Regions from separate parts of the Mus musculus genome. Here region 1 is linked to region 2. A link is a contact called in public promoter capture Hi-C data. All regions are on one chromosome and are shown on one strand. The core of a region is the stretch at or near the end of the contact, and the rest is flanking DNA. Distances in the headings are between cores, read along the strand shown.

Region 1 (6,623 bases), core at 3,936-6,435, 7.6 Mb after region 2:
CTACTCCCTCAGCCCTGCAGATCTTGGTTGAAAGTCACCTGAACGAACAGGGTTGTGGGTGTGTTGAGGATTTGAACTCAACTCCCCATGCTTGTGTGTTCTGTACGCAACGAGCCACATCCACAACCCTTGAAAGAGAAAAAGAGCTAAAAGCACGGGGAGTGGATTAATAGAGGAGAGGAGGTCATGGGCAGAGCTGCTGTTAGAGCGGGGAGAGGAGGAGCCAGGGAAGTAGGGGGCAGAAAGAGGGTGTCAGTCACCTCCACAAAGTTGGTGTGCTTGGCATCCCTGACGGTGACCACGGCGTGCACCTCCTCGATCAGCTTCTGCTTCTCGTCGTCATCGAACTGCATGTACCACTTGGCCAGGCGCGTCTTGCCTGCCCGGTTCTGGATAAGGATGAATCGGATCTAGAGCAAGCAGGGGAGGGAATGAGAGATGCGGGGGGACACAGCTCAGGGTGGGCACCACGAGACATTCTATGGGAGATATGTCAGGGCCCAGGCTCTCCCTGTGGCCAGCTCTCTAAGCCTGTCTCCCTCCCTGGGACCCAGCTGCGTCATTCTAAACATGGGCTGTGACCCCACTTCCACTGAGTGACTGACCAAGCCCCAGGCTTTAGTTCATCTTATATCCATCCATCCCTGAAGCCACTTCCTTACCCTCAAATCAAGTTTCCCAAGAATCTCCATCTTATCAGGGATAGGGGATCGGTCACAGTGCTGGGAAAGCACTGAAGGCCTGTGTGAGCCTGGGGGATTCTGGACAAGTGCTCTCATTGAGCCACACCCCACTGGGGGATAACAGGCACTACCATTGGACAACAAGTTATGGCCCTCACTGTTGGATACAGAAGCGCTCAATCCATGTTTCTATTTAGAATTCTTGTGTCCAAGTTCCTAGCACAGTCTTTTTTTTTTTTTTTTTTTTTTGAGACCCTGTCTCCTGCAGCCCAGCAGACCTTGAACTCCTGCTCCTCTTGCTTCCACTTCCCAAATGCTGGAATTTCAGGCTCAGTTCTGTTTGGTTCCTTGTGCTAGTATGTGTACTTGCATGCAGGTGCCCATAGAGACCAGAAGTATCAAACTTCTTGGAGGTAGCATGCCAGGCGGCTGTGAGCCACCCGATGTGGGTGCTGGGAACAAACCTGGGTCCTCTGCAGGAGCATAGGTGCTCTTAACTGCTGAGCCAGCTCTCCAGCCCTTGCTTTTCTGTTGTTTTTTTTTTTAAAAGACAGGGTCTCCCTATACAGCCTAGGTTTGCCAAGAACTTAGGGAAATCCTCCTGCCTTGGCCTCTCAAAGTTCTGAGACTACAAGTGTGGGCCACTATGACTGGTTTTACTGGTGCTTTGTGGAATCCCAACACCTTGGAGGCAGAGGCAGGAGAATTACTGTAAGTATGAGGCAAGCTTGGTTGATATACTGAGTTCCAGACCACCTGAGGCTACATATCAAACCTGGCCTCAAAACAAAACAAGTCAGGCATCACAGACTTCACCCTGTAGCCTACTCACGGCTGTGCCACAGTCGCTGCTCGTTCTAGTATGCCTCCTTCCTCTCCTTTGCCAAGAATGACCTGGGCAAGCCTGGAACTCAGGATCCTCCTGCCTCAGCCTGAAAGCATGGCAATGACAGGCCTATTCCACCCACTCCCTGACTGCAGGCGAAGGCTACTGTACGTAAGGGTCTGGGTTACCTCATTTATTCATTCTTCGGCTGAGGGACAACGGTACAACTTCCACTTCGGGGCTACAGTGAGAAATGGCATACAGGTCTCTATGTGTAGCCTTGTTTTTTGGCAAGCTAATTAGAGCAGATTGCTGGGCTGTACGGAAACTGTCTATCCTCTCCGGGCAGCGTCTGCACTCTCTCTGGCACTTGTTTGCTTGTGTGGAGGTCAGAGGATTTTGAGGGGGGCCATTTGCCCCTTCCCACCTTGGGTGCCTAGTAGTAAACCCAGGTTACTGAGCCTATGTGACAAGGGCTTTTCCCCTCTGAGCCATTTCAACCCATGACGTTTGTTTGTTGCTACAGTGAATTCTGGGCTAGAACCTGGACCTCACACCTTCCAGGCGGGGCAAGTGAGCCTTGACACTTAAATACCCAAGCTGTTTGGGGTCTCAGTGTACTGTACTGTGAGTAGTTGTAACGTGAGCCGCAAACCACAACAGTAAACCACCCACAGTGGGTCTGACTCAGACCACACACTCTGTGTTAGTCCGACTACCTTCTATCTGGCTCAGAAGAAAAGTCATGAGACCCCCAACCTGTCAGAGAGCAATTCTGAAAGATGAGTAAGTCAGGTAGGCTTGGTGGCACAGGCCTGTCATCCCAGCTTTTTGGGAGGCCGAGGCACGAGGATCACAAGTTCAAGGCCCGCCTAGGCAACTTGGTGAGACCCTGCCTGGAAACAGGACGAATGGCAGTGATAGAGCGCCTGCTTAGTGCCCTCCAGGCCTGGGGCCCAGTACAACAGCAAACAAAACAACTGAGTCAAAGCTACAAGCGCTCAGCACAGTCCCCAGTGCCCAATGAGTCCTCAGTAAAATCAGCAATCGCGTGACCTAGACCAATGGTTTTCAACCTTCCTCATGCTGTTGGGGGTGACCCCCAACCATAACATTTTTGTCGCTACTTCTTAACTGTAGGTTTGCAACTGTTATGAACCATAATATAAATATCTGTGTTTTCTGATGGTCTTAGGTGACTCCTGTGAAGGGGGCATTTGACCCCCAAAGGGGACATGACAGTTGAGAACTGCTACCCTAGACGCATTCAATCAAGCGGCAAAGAGCACACACTCCGACCTAGAAAACATCGGAGTACTCTCAGGCAGTGTGGCTTTATGTTGATGGGCCTCTGTGGGCCTCAGCTTCCCCTTCTGTGTAATGGACACAATGGGATTTCCTCCTTCCTTCATTAGACCAGTGAACAGGGTAACACCTATAAGAGGCGCAGCATGCGGCTACTATATACTACACATCCTAAGCCCCAACCTCTAAGTAGCATTATAAAGTGTGTCCTGTCATTTCACTTTCAGAAACTCGTACCCCAGCCACCCAGTGATGCACATCTGTGATTGTAGCTACTAGGAAGGCTAAGATGGGGGGGGGGGGGTGTTAGAGGTTCAAAGGCAGCCTGGGATATCTACAAGATCCTGTCTCAAGGAGAACAAAACAAACAAAACAAAACAAAACTGCTGGTGAGCTGGTTCAGTGGGTACAGGTTGACAAGCCCAAAGACCTGAGTTTGATCCCTGAGATCCACATGGTGGAAGGAGAGGAATGACTGGGCAAGTCACTTCTGACCTCTACATACGTAACGTAAAATGAGAATAAAAAAACAGGAAAGACAGAGATGTAGTTCAGTGGCAGGAGATGTACTAGACTTACAACCATGTACAAGGCCCTGGGTTTCATCCTCAATACAAACAAACAAACAAACAAAAAGGGAGAGAGAGAGAAGAAAGAAGAGAGAGAGCCAACTCGAGAGCGCACAGAACGGGAGGAAGAGAAAGGAGGGAAGGAGAGAGAAAGAAACCACAAGGCTGAAAATTTAGCTGAAGGTAAAATACCCAAGCAGCATGCCCAAGACCCCAGGTTCAATCCTCTACCGGGGTTCAATCCTAGGTACTGAGGGGGGAAACGGAAAGGGGAAAATCAGGGCTCAAGGGTTCCCTGCTGGGAAGCCTAGTTTGAAGCCCTGTCTGTCCAGTCATATATGCTCTTGCCCATTTTACAGATGACAAAGCTAAGACCCATAGTTATCACAACCAGAAAGCAGAGCTAGTTCCTCCAAGTCTTTACCCTGAGCCCTGGATTCTTTACTGGCTTCCATGGTCTTTCCCGAGCCTCATTCTTCCCTCAACCTATCTGCCTTATTCAACCTAAGCAGAAAACCACAAACAGGATGTTACATGCCCCTTCCAAGAACTACTTCTGCTGAGCCAGGGAAACCCAGGAAGGGAAGGGGGTGGGCACAGGAGCAGAAGGGAAGAACAGCTGGAAGCAAGGCTGAGTTAAGCCCTCTGTGTCCTACCCCACTTCAACCAATACTTCTTTCTGTTTCCCTCAATGAGAATCGTTTCACTCCTGGGAACACATCTGAGCAGCCCCTAGTCCCTACATCCATCCCTCTGCTGTACCCTCAGGGAGCCTCCCGACCACCTCCCCACATTGTTCGTTGTAACCTCCATCCCCCTGACCCCAGCACCTTTGGCCCCGACTCCGGGAAGCTTCACCTGTCCTTCATTACAAGCACCCCTTCTCCCTGTCCAAGGCTGGCCTCCCTTTTTACAAAGGTCGCATCGAACCTCCAAGACCTCTACTCACCTCCTGTTCTGACATCCCCCTCCCAAGTCTTCTTCTCCAAGTCCCTATCCAAAGAACTCTTAGTTCCAAAAGGCCCGTCTTGGAGGTGGAGGTTCCCCTAAATCCAGTGCTCAGCCCTTCTCCCAAAGCTCCCCCTCCTCAAATGTGACGCCTCCAAGTCTACTCTGCACCCCGGACCTCTCCTCTGTGGAACATTCTGTTCAGTTGCTCCCCATTTTCTTCTAGAATCCACTTTCTACTGCTACAGCCCTCTCTCCTCTTGCAGCAGCCTAACTCTAATCCTACAGGGGCTAACTTCCGGCCTCCAGGGTCCTCTTCTTCCCCTGGAGAGCATCTACCCTGGCCATATCCAATTTGCCCCAACACTAGCTCTCCTTAAAACCAGCTCCTTCCTTCTCATAAGGAACCCTCTCTACCCTGTCTGTAGAGTCTCTGGTTCTTTTCCATCATCCCTTCCTCATCTCCAATATCTTCTCCCGCCTCTGTGGTTTCAAAATCACCCCCAAATGTCTCCCACCAAGGCAGTCCCTCCCCTGGACACTCCTTCCCCTCCAAATCCTTTGCTTGGAACCACAAGCACACCCCGCAGCGCAGCATCCAGCCCCTGATCCCCATTCCTGACCCCAATCCCGAGAACCCGCGCCCGGCCCGGATCATCCGCAGCAGGAGGAAGCTTGTCACCTCCAAACCGAAACCCCGGGGACCGTACGTGAACCACCCCCCTCTGCCTGTCCCCGGTACGACGCTCCCCCCGTTACCATGGCGACCCCTGTCTGGACCCCAGAGGCCCGGGTCCCGCTGTAACAGGGCGGCTCCGGCTCTGCTTGCAGTTGTGGGGCCCAGGGCTAGAACTGACTTCCGGCAGGAGAACCCGCCTTCCTTCTCGGGCACGGCCCTCTGGGAGTTGTAGTTTAAACGCACGCGTTGGCAAGGGTGGCCCCGGTCTAACGCCTTCCCAGCATGCTCTGCGACTGCCCTTTTTCCTATCAAGAGACCTAGTCGCCAAATGCGAGTACCAAATGCATTGTGGATGAAGGACTCTGAATAAGGACAATTTCCATAGGTTAAAAGTAGACTGAGTGAGCGTTGCATTTCGGGAAATGTGGTTCTAGTGCTCCTCGATCCCAAAGCTACCAGCAAGGACATGCTGGGAATAGTAGTTTTTTCTTTTCAACTTTGCTTTAAATTATAACATATAATGTGCTTTGATAATATTTCCCCATTATTATTAGCTTACTTCTTTCTCCTCCACCAAAACCCTTTCTTCCCCAAAGTGTTCCTTTTTTCATGTATGTTTTTCTTGCGGAGCGTGTGACCCACGGCATTGATCTGGGGTTGCGGATGTGAGCGTTACTTACTTGGGCATGGGCATCTTTTAACAGAATACACTACTGGGAATATGACCCTCGCACCCTCGGCGACTGGTTTTTAATTTTTTGCTTATTTTATGTATTTGAGTTCTCACCTGCATGTAGGTAAGTCTATAGTATGCCTGCAGTGTCCACAGAGGTGGAAGACAGCATAAGAACCTAGGAACTGGAGTTTGGGAGCCGAATCTGCTAGAGTAGCAAAAGCTCTTAAACACTGAGTCTTCTCTCCAGCATCTCAATCCGTGCCCACCTGTGGTGAAATGCTGATGGGCCTGGTCTCCTACAGGCCTTGAGCAGTAACTCCCAGCTGCTGTAAGGTTTGGCATCATCTCTGTCACGTTCAGAAGGCATGTTTCACTCTTCCCTCCAGTGATTTTTTTTTTCCTTTAAACTCGGGTTTTAAAAAAATATTTATTATATGTAAGTACACTGTAGCTGTACTCAGATACTCCAGAAGAGAGCATCAGATTTCGTTACCAATGGTTGTGAGTCACCATGTGGTTGCTGGGATTTGAACTCAGGACCTTTGGAAGAGCAGTTGGTGCTCTTAACCGCTGAGCCATCTCACCAGCCCCTAAGCTCAGGGTTTTATGTATCCCGGACTGGCCTAGGACTAGCCTTGTAGGGGAGGATCAGTTGGAGTCCTGATCCTGCAGCTTCTGCCACCAAAGGGGCTACAGTATAGGCATATGCCACCACACCAGTCTTAGGAAAAGTAGGTTATTTTATTTTATTTTACTTTTGAGACATGGTTTCTTATGTAGTCCTGGCTGTCTTGGAACTCACTCTGTAAACCAGGCTGGACTTGAACTCAGAGATCTGCTTACCTGGACTTAAGGTATGCACCACTGATGCCCAGCAGAAATAGTGTTAAACAAGTCATTACGCTGTGGACCTAAAAATGTAACTAACTGCCTTTCT
Region 2 (6,741 bases), core at 3,954-6,453:
TTTAAGAAATGAAATGAAATAGGGTTGAGGCCATAACATGGTCAGCAGGTGCCAAGGCTGATGACCCGAAGTTCAATCCCTGGGGCCTACCAAGTCCCGCCTGCTGTCTCTAACCACCAGTGGCATGAATGAACACACATGTGCACTAGATAAAAATGTAGTAAGACATCAAAGAAATTATAATGGGAATGGGTGGGTAGGGAAGTAGGGGGGAGGGTATGGGGGACTTTTGGGATAGCATTGGAAATGTAATTGAGGAAAATACATAGTTTTAAAAAAATTAAAAAAAAAAAGAAATTACACTGGCCTAGATGTCTGTCTTCGACACTGCCAAGAGAAGTTTGAGAGACAAGGGAGAGGAGGTAATGAAAATAGATGTCTGTCAAAGTATACCAAAGTCTATGCATATTTTGGGTCTTTTCAAAAGATGTCTGTCTTCCTCTGAATTAAATTATCAGTTAGGGAAAGACAAGATTTGATGAAGAGAACACAGTGGAATGCTTGTCTCTGGGGCGTGTTAATTTAAAATATATTCTTCACAGGGCATCAGACCGGGACTCCAGATGGTTTGCTCAGGCTCAAGAGAGAAGACGTGTTTTGGATGTTGACAGTGGTGAGCTGGAGCAGGGAATCTACAGGTGAGAACACTGCAGTGGCTGGTCTATCTTGCTTCTTAACCTGTGCATGCCTTTGGGGCTGGGGTTGGCCAGGGCTGTGTAGCACTCTGGTCCACCCCACTCTTGGCAGCAGTCTCCACATGCACTGGCTCCCATGAAGCTTAGTCACATCATCACCGCTGGACTGCCTAGGCCTGCCAGCTTCCCAGGTAATGACACGGAGACATGTTAACTATGAAATTCTATGCCTTAGCTTACTCGTTCCCAACTAGCTCGTGTAACTGAAATTAACCTACTTATATTTATCTAAATGCAGCCATGTGGCTTGATACCTCTCTTCAGTATTGTACATTTGACATCTTCTGGGTCTGACTGGTGAATCCCCCCCCCCCCCGCTACCTGACTCTTTCCCAGAATTCCCATCTCTGCCCAGAAGTCCTGCCTATCCTCTCCTGACTAGCTATTGGCCATTAGATATTAAACCAGTTAGCAGATGTCTTAGACAGGCGAGGAACACCAAGACACAGCTTCACATGGTGTACAAAAAGATTATCACGACATATCATACTATTCCTCTACATCTGGATGGTTCCTTGTGGATATATACACAGGTGTATGAGAGAGTGCATGCGTGTGTGTGTGTGTGTGTGTGTGTGTGTGTGTGTAGGCCATAGATCAATATTTTCTTTCTTTCCAACTTTAATTTTAAAAATAAACATTTATTTCTGTGTGTGATGAACATACATACTGCAGTGTCACTCACTTGTGATGCTTTGTAGAAGAACTCAAAACTGCTCTCATTAATGTAAGTATGGGAGCTTGCAGCGCTGAGCTTGGCTTCTGGGTTTGTCAGTGAGATGACAGGATACTCAGTGTTAAAGGAAGGGAGCCATTCATTCTCTGGTTCAGTGAAGCCTTAGGGTGTGGTCTTAACTGTATAGCTCCAACATCAGCCAACAGAGCATTCACACGCCCTACCTCTCTCTCTCTGAATTCTCTTTGTGCTTCTAGGAGACAAGAATCCTGAGGAGATGGAGTCTCTTGAGGAAGTGGGATTGAGGCACCTGTCACATGAGGCGCTTTTCTGCTCACAAATCTGGCAGCAGGTTAGCAGGGAGTGAACCAAGGCTCAAGCCTGCATGGTAAACACTGGAGAAACGGGCTTTCTGCTGAAACTAGATGATGTGCATTGTGAAGATGAGGAAGTCAGTAAACATTCCAGTCAAAATTCAGTTCTTCAAGTTCACCACAAATTTTCTACCCTGGAAAATTAAGAGTCCTTACCTCATAGGCGGTAATTTGGACCTACCTTTTTCCTTATATACCTGAGTATATAATATATACTTCTGTGTTTCTCAAAGAAACCAAAATTCTCTCTACACATCACAGCCACACAATCCAACCACTTTAGCCCTCCTGCTGGGCTTCTTCAAAACCACAGGTACATTGATAATTTATACTCTCCTCCTCCCTGCCCCTCCACTTTTTCTCCCCACTTCCTTCTAGATCTTCCACATCAATCTAGATCAATCCACAGGAGGGACAAGTTTTGTTTTGCTTGTTTTTTTAAAAAATTTTATTATTTAGAGATTTATTTTTTTTATTTATATGAGTACACTCCAGCTGTCTTCAGACACACACTCGAAGAGTGCATCGGATCCCATTACAGATGGTTGTGAGCCACCATGTGGTTGCTGGGAATTGAATTCAGGACCTCTGGCAGAGCAGTCAGTGCTCTTAACCGCTGAACCATCTCTCCAGCTCTGTTTGGTTTTCTGTTAAAATGTCCTTGGAAGTATTCTAGAAGCTTACAAGGCATATGAATTAGGTGTCTATGTACATTTCCCAACCCTACAGAAAATATCTGAATAATTTTGCGTGCAGAACCTGTGTTGTGGACAGGACTTCGGTGTGCCATCATGCACAAAAGTCAATCAGGCTTGTCCATCTACAGTGTCTAAAGTTAGACTTGCCTACAGAACATAGTCTAAACAAGCTGGTTAGCTGTGTTTAATCACTGCGATTAGATCTCCTAAGAGGAGGGAGGGGGGAAAGGAGGAAGGAGCCAACAGAACAGATAAAATTACCTCCCCGCCTCAAATAAAGTAAAAACATGCATAGCCCTGGCAGCGAACCTACTTCCTTTCTTCTCAGTGCCTTGCACTTAAACTACGATGGGGAAACGAGTCCAAGCAGAGTCACTGCTCTCAGCATCTCACAGGAACCCGGATGCTACTTCCAGCCTCTCTGCTCATGCTTTGCAGCAGTGCACCAGGACAAGACAGATTTGCTAAAGTGCATGTAATCACCAAAGATGAAGGCTCCTGGGCTTTTAATCTGTAATGTTTCTAAGACTGTGTCAATGTAAACAACAAAAGGAAGAAGTTTTGCAGAACAAAAGTGATGTACACTTGATGGTCTGATCAAGTTAAATATTATTCATAGCATATAACCTAGTCCTTGCTCTCGCTGTTTCTATGGCTTGGGCTTTGTGGCTCCTTCCAAGGCTCGGCTATGTCATTTGCTAAGGGATCACCTGGATTAGTAGTCCTTAAGAAAGCCTGGATTGACTGCAGAACTGCACATCTGTAGTGCCAGGGCCCGCTTATCTTTCAAAATATCCAAACATAGTCTCCCCGACTCCAACTAGGAGGATGAAGATTGGCGCTTTAGGTGCTGCTGTTGGGTACGTGTCTGGAAGGGATAGTTATGCCTAAAAGTCACTCCCTCAAAATTGCAATCCTGGGGCTCCCCTGAAGTGGCCACATGAAAATAACAGGTGCTGCTCTTATTGGGTTCTGCTTTAAAGCCAGGAACTGGTCCTGCCAGAAAACTCTGAGTTTCCCTGATGAGCCTGTGGGGGCACCCCGGCTGTCTTTTGCTACTACTCTGTGGGTTCTTTCTTCCAGCCTTCTCCACCCTTGCAACCCTGTAACACTAGATAAGAGAGGAAAAAGGAGAGGAAAGTGATCCCTAAATAAGGTGGGGGGGGTCAGAAAGGGGGTGATGTTATTGATAGACTACTTCCTGCTGATTAAGGGCATCACATTTCTTGGGGGCAACTTTGATCTCTGCCATTCGTCTTGCTGTTTCTTCTTTGCACAGGACCACTTAACAAACTTTGACCAACAGCAGTCAAAGACCAACAGCTAACAAACTGCCAACAACCCCACTGAACAGCCACCAAAAGCCAACCTACACCCACCCCTCTCTGAAAAGTCCCCCGAATTCTAAACATCACACACGCACAGAAACCACCTGCAGCTGGCAAAATCACGCCTCTGCTAGAGCAGGAGGCAAATCCCAGCTGCTGTGGACCGTCTGAAGCAGCCTCATATTCCTCACCTGGGGCTAAAATCAAAACATTCCTATAGTATTTCTGTTTTTCAAAGAAACCAAAACTCCAAAATTGTCACAACAATCATATCATGTAAAAACTAGTCTTTTTCCTTGCTACTATGTATACCTGTTACAGCATCTCCGCTGTGCCACACACATACGCCGAGATTTTGTTTGGATGAAAAAAACTTTTGCTAGTGGTCCTTTGGGATAATTAAAAACAAACAAACAAACAAACAAACAAACAGACAGACAGACAGACAGACAGACAGACAGGGCTGAGAGATGGTTCAGCAGTTAAGAGCACTGACTGCCAGAGGTCCTGAGTTCAATTCCCAGCAACCACATGGTGGCTCACAACCATCTGTAATGGGATCGGATGCCCTCTTCTAGTGTGTGTCTGAAGCTAGCTTTTTTTTTAATTGTACTTTATTTGTACTCACATAAATAAAAAAAGAAATAAATCTCTGAAAAATAAACAAAACAAAACAAAACAAACAAACAAACAAACAAAAAAAACCAAGCAAACCAAAACTTGTTTCTCCTGTGGATTGATCTAGATTGATGTGGAAGATAGAAGGAAGTGGGGAGAAAACTGGAGGGGCAGGGAGGAGAGTATGAATTATCAATGTACCTGTGGTTACATTGAAGAAGCAGCCTAGCAGGAGGTTAAGTGGATTGTGTGGCTGTGATGTGTAGAGAGAATTTTGGTTTCTTTGAGAAACACAGAAGTATATATTATATACTCAGGTATATAAGGACAACGGTAGGGCCAAATTACCGCCTATGAGGTAAGGACTCTTAATTTTCCAGGGTGAAAAATTTTCCACGTGGGACGTGTCAAGTTCAGAGGCAGCATGGTGTCATGGCACACACGTTAGCCCAGCATTTGAGAGTGTGCAAGACTGAGGCAGGAGGACCATCGTAAATTCAGTATGGATTGTACAGTGCGCACCAGTGTCTCGCAGATTAAATAAAAAGTTCCGCAGAGGGCTAGGGAAGTACCTGCGTGGCGCACACACACACACTCCAGAGAGGCTATATACTAGGAGAAACGAGTGTAAGATCCGCCTCTCCGCATTCACTACCGGAAATGTAGTTCAACTGTTCCACAAACACGCAGGCACCCGGGAGAGCTGACGCGGAGATTTCTGGGAAGTGTCGTCCAGGGTCTCTGCGCATTGCGCGTGCGTCTGTGAAGGCCGGCGGACGCCGAGCATTCTGGGAAGCGTAGTTCAAATTCTCGGAGCATTGCGCGTGCTTCTGTTGTGCGGGCTGATGCGAAGCATTCTGGGAAGTGTTTCCCAGGTGGTTTCTGTTAGCATCCGCTCCCCTTGTCCTCCCTTGAGTCTCCTCTCTCCCACACCTTCCTCGACTGATGCCTGGATCTGGAGGTTTGCAGGGTTGGCGGCGGGCGGCCGTAGGGGAGTCGGCTCCAGGCTGGCGAAAGGGAAGCGCAGGGCGCCCAATGAGCCTCCCTCCATCCCACAGATATCATCGCACTGATAGGGTCTCAGCGCGTGGCTCAGTCAGCCTCCTGCCTCAGCATCCGGTGTGTTGCGATGACAGGTGTGAGCCCTCACACCTTCCTTCACTGCTGTCTGGAATTGGGGTGCGAGGGCCATGTTGATAGTGTTGTTTGAGGCATTGATGTAGCTAGTGTCACCCTGCCCTGAAGGTTCTAGGACTCACACCTACACTGCAGAGAATCGGGATGGGTGGAGATTTGTCGAGAGCCTGTCATGTAGAAGGATAAACGGACACGTCTATGGCTTTCCACGATGTCAGATTTTGCTGAACGACAAGAAAGTCATAAGCTGTGTCAGTTTCGTTGGCTGCAATTTGCCAAGGAATCTCGATTTCTCCTGGTGGTTGGCCATTAATCACAGGTTCTTTTATTCCAAGCTTAACATAGCTAATGATAAATTTCAGACCACGAGTCACCTGGCACACAGTTATACACACTCGTGAGTTTATTATCACAGGATGGATCATTGGAACTGGACTTGGCTCCTGGCATGTGACCAGGCTACTGAGCAGTGTGCCTGCCACATACCGGTCCCTTGGTGAAGAAGTAACGTGATATGGTTGGTGCGCTTATGTTTTATGTTACCAGGCTGGCTTTGAACTCACAGAGATCTACCTGAGTGCTGGGACTAAAGGCTAGTCGATATCTTTTAATAGCACAATTGAGTCGCCTGGCTATGACTGTGTAAACAAGACATGGATTTCTTCTTGGCACTTTTATCCAAGATAGAGTAACTCAGATCAAGACTGTTGCCGCATAAAATTCAAAACTAGTCATAGCCTGAAAGCTGATGGTCCAAACAACACAGCTCCCTGCTCAGCATGCTCCCAAGATGGTTTGATCAGCCGGGCAGTGGTGGCACACACCTGTAATCCCAGCACTTGGGAGGCAGAGGCAGATGGATTTCTGAGTTCGAGGCCAGCCTGGTCTACAGAGTGAGTTCCAGGACAGCCAGGGCTGCACAGAGAAACCCTGTCTTGAAAAACAAAACAAAACAAAAAGCCAAAAAAACCCAAAAAACAAAAAAGGAAAAAAAAGATGGTTTGATCAAGTGTAGCCCCTTACCTCTAACCCTACCCCCATTACAGATTCAGGGGAGGAAGGAGGAAGTGGTGGTCTGTTGACCAAGCATATCTAGGTGCATCAAGCCAAGTGTATTTCCTCCTGTTAAGGCGTAGCCTTTTAAAATACAAGTCTGTTTTATTCTCGCTTTTTCTTTCTAAGACTTTTTGTATGGGTCATATATGTGTACCATTA

Evidence for each region. Promoter capture Hi-C pulls out the DNA fragments that hold promoters and counts their contacts.
Region 1: a contact with region 2 is called in a promoter capture Hi-C map of liver, with 5 times the contacts expected there. The contact joins the promoter of Ap2s1 here to the promoter of Zfp94 in region 2. A contact is called at or near these places in 2 of 39 promoter capture datasets (cranial neural crest and liver).

Annotation. Positions count from the first base shown.
Region 1 is chr7:16,737,006-16,743,628 of GRCm38.p6, reverse strand. Ap2s1 (adaptor-related protein complex 2, sigma 1 subunit) reads right to left here and starts at 5,185. Exons shown (of 5, transcript NM_198613.2): 1 at 5,091-5,185; 2 at 261-410. The coding sequence starts at 5,093.
Region 2 is chr7:24,315,128-24,321,868 of GRCm38.p6, reverse strand. Zfp94 (zinc finger protein 94) reads left to right here and starts at 5,203. Exons shown (of 6, transcript NM_001199321.1): 1 at 5,203-5,350. It also overlaps the pseudogene Gm44513.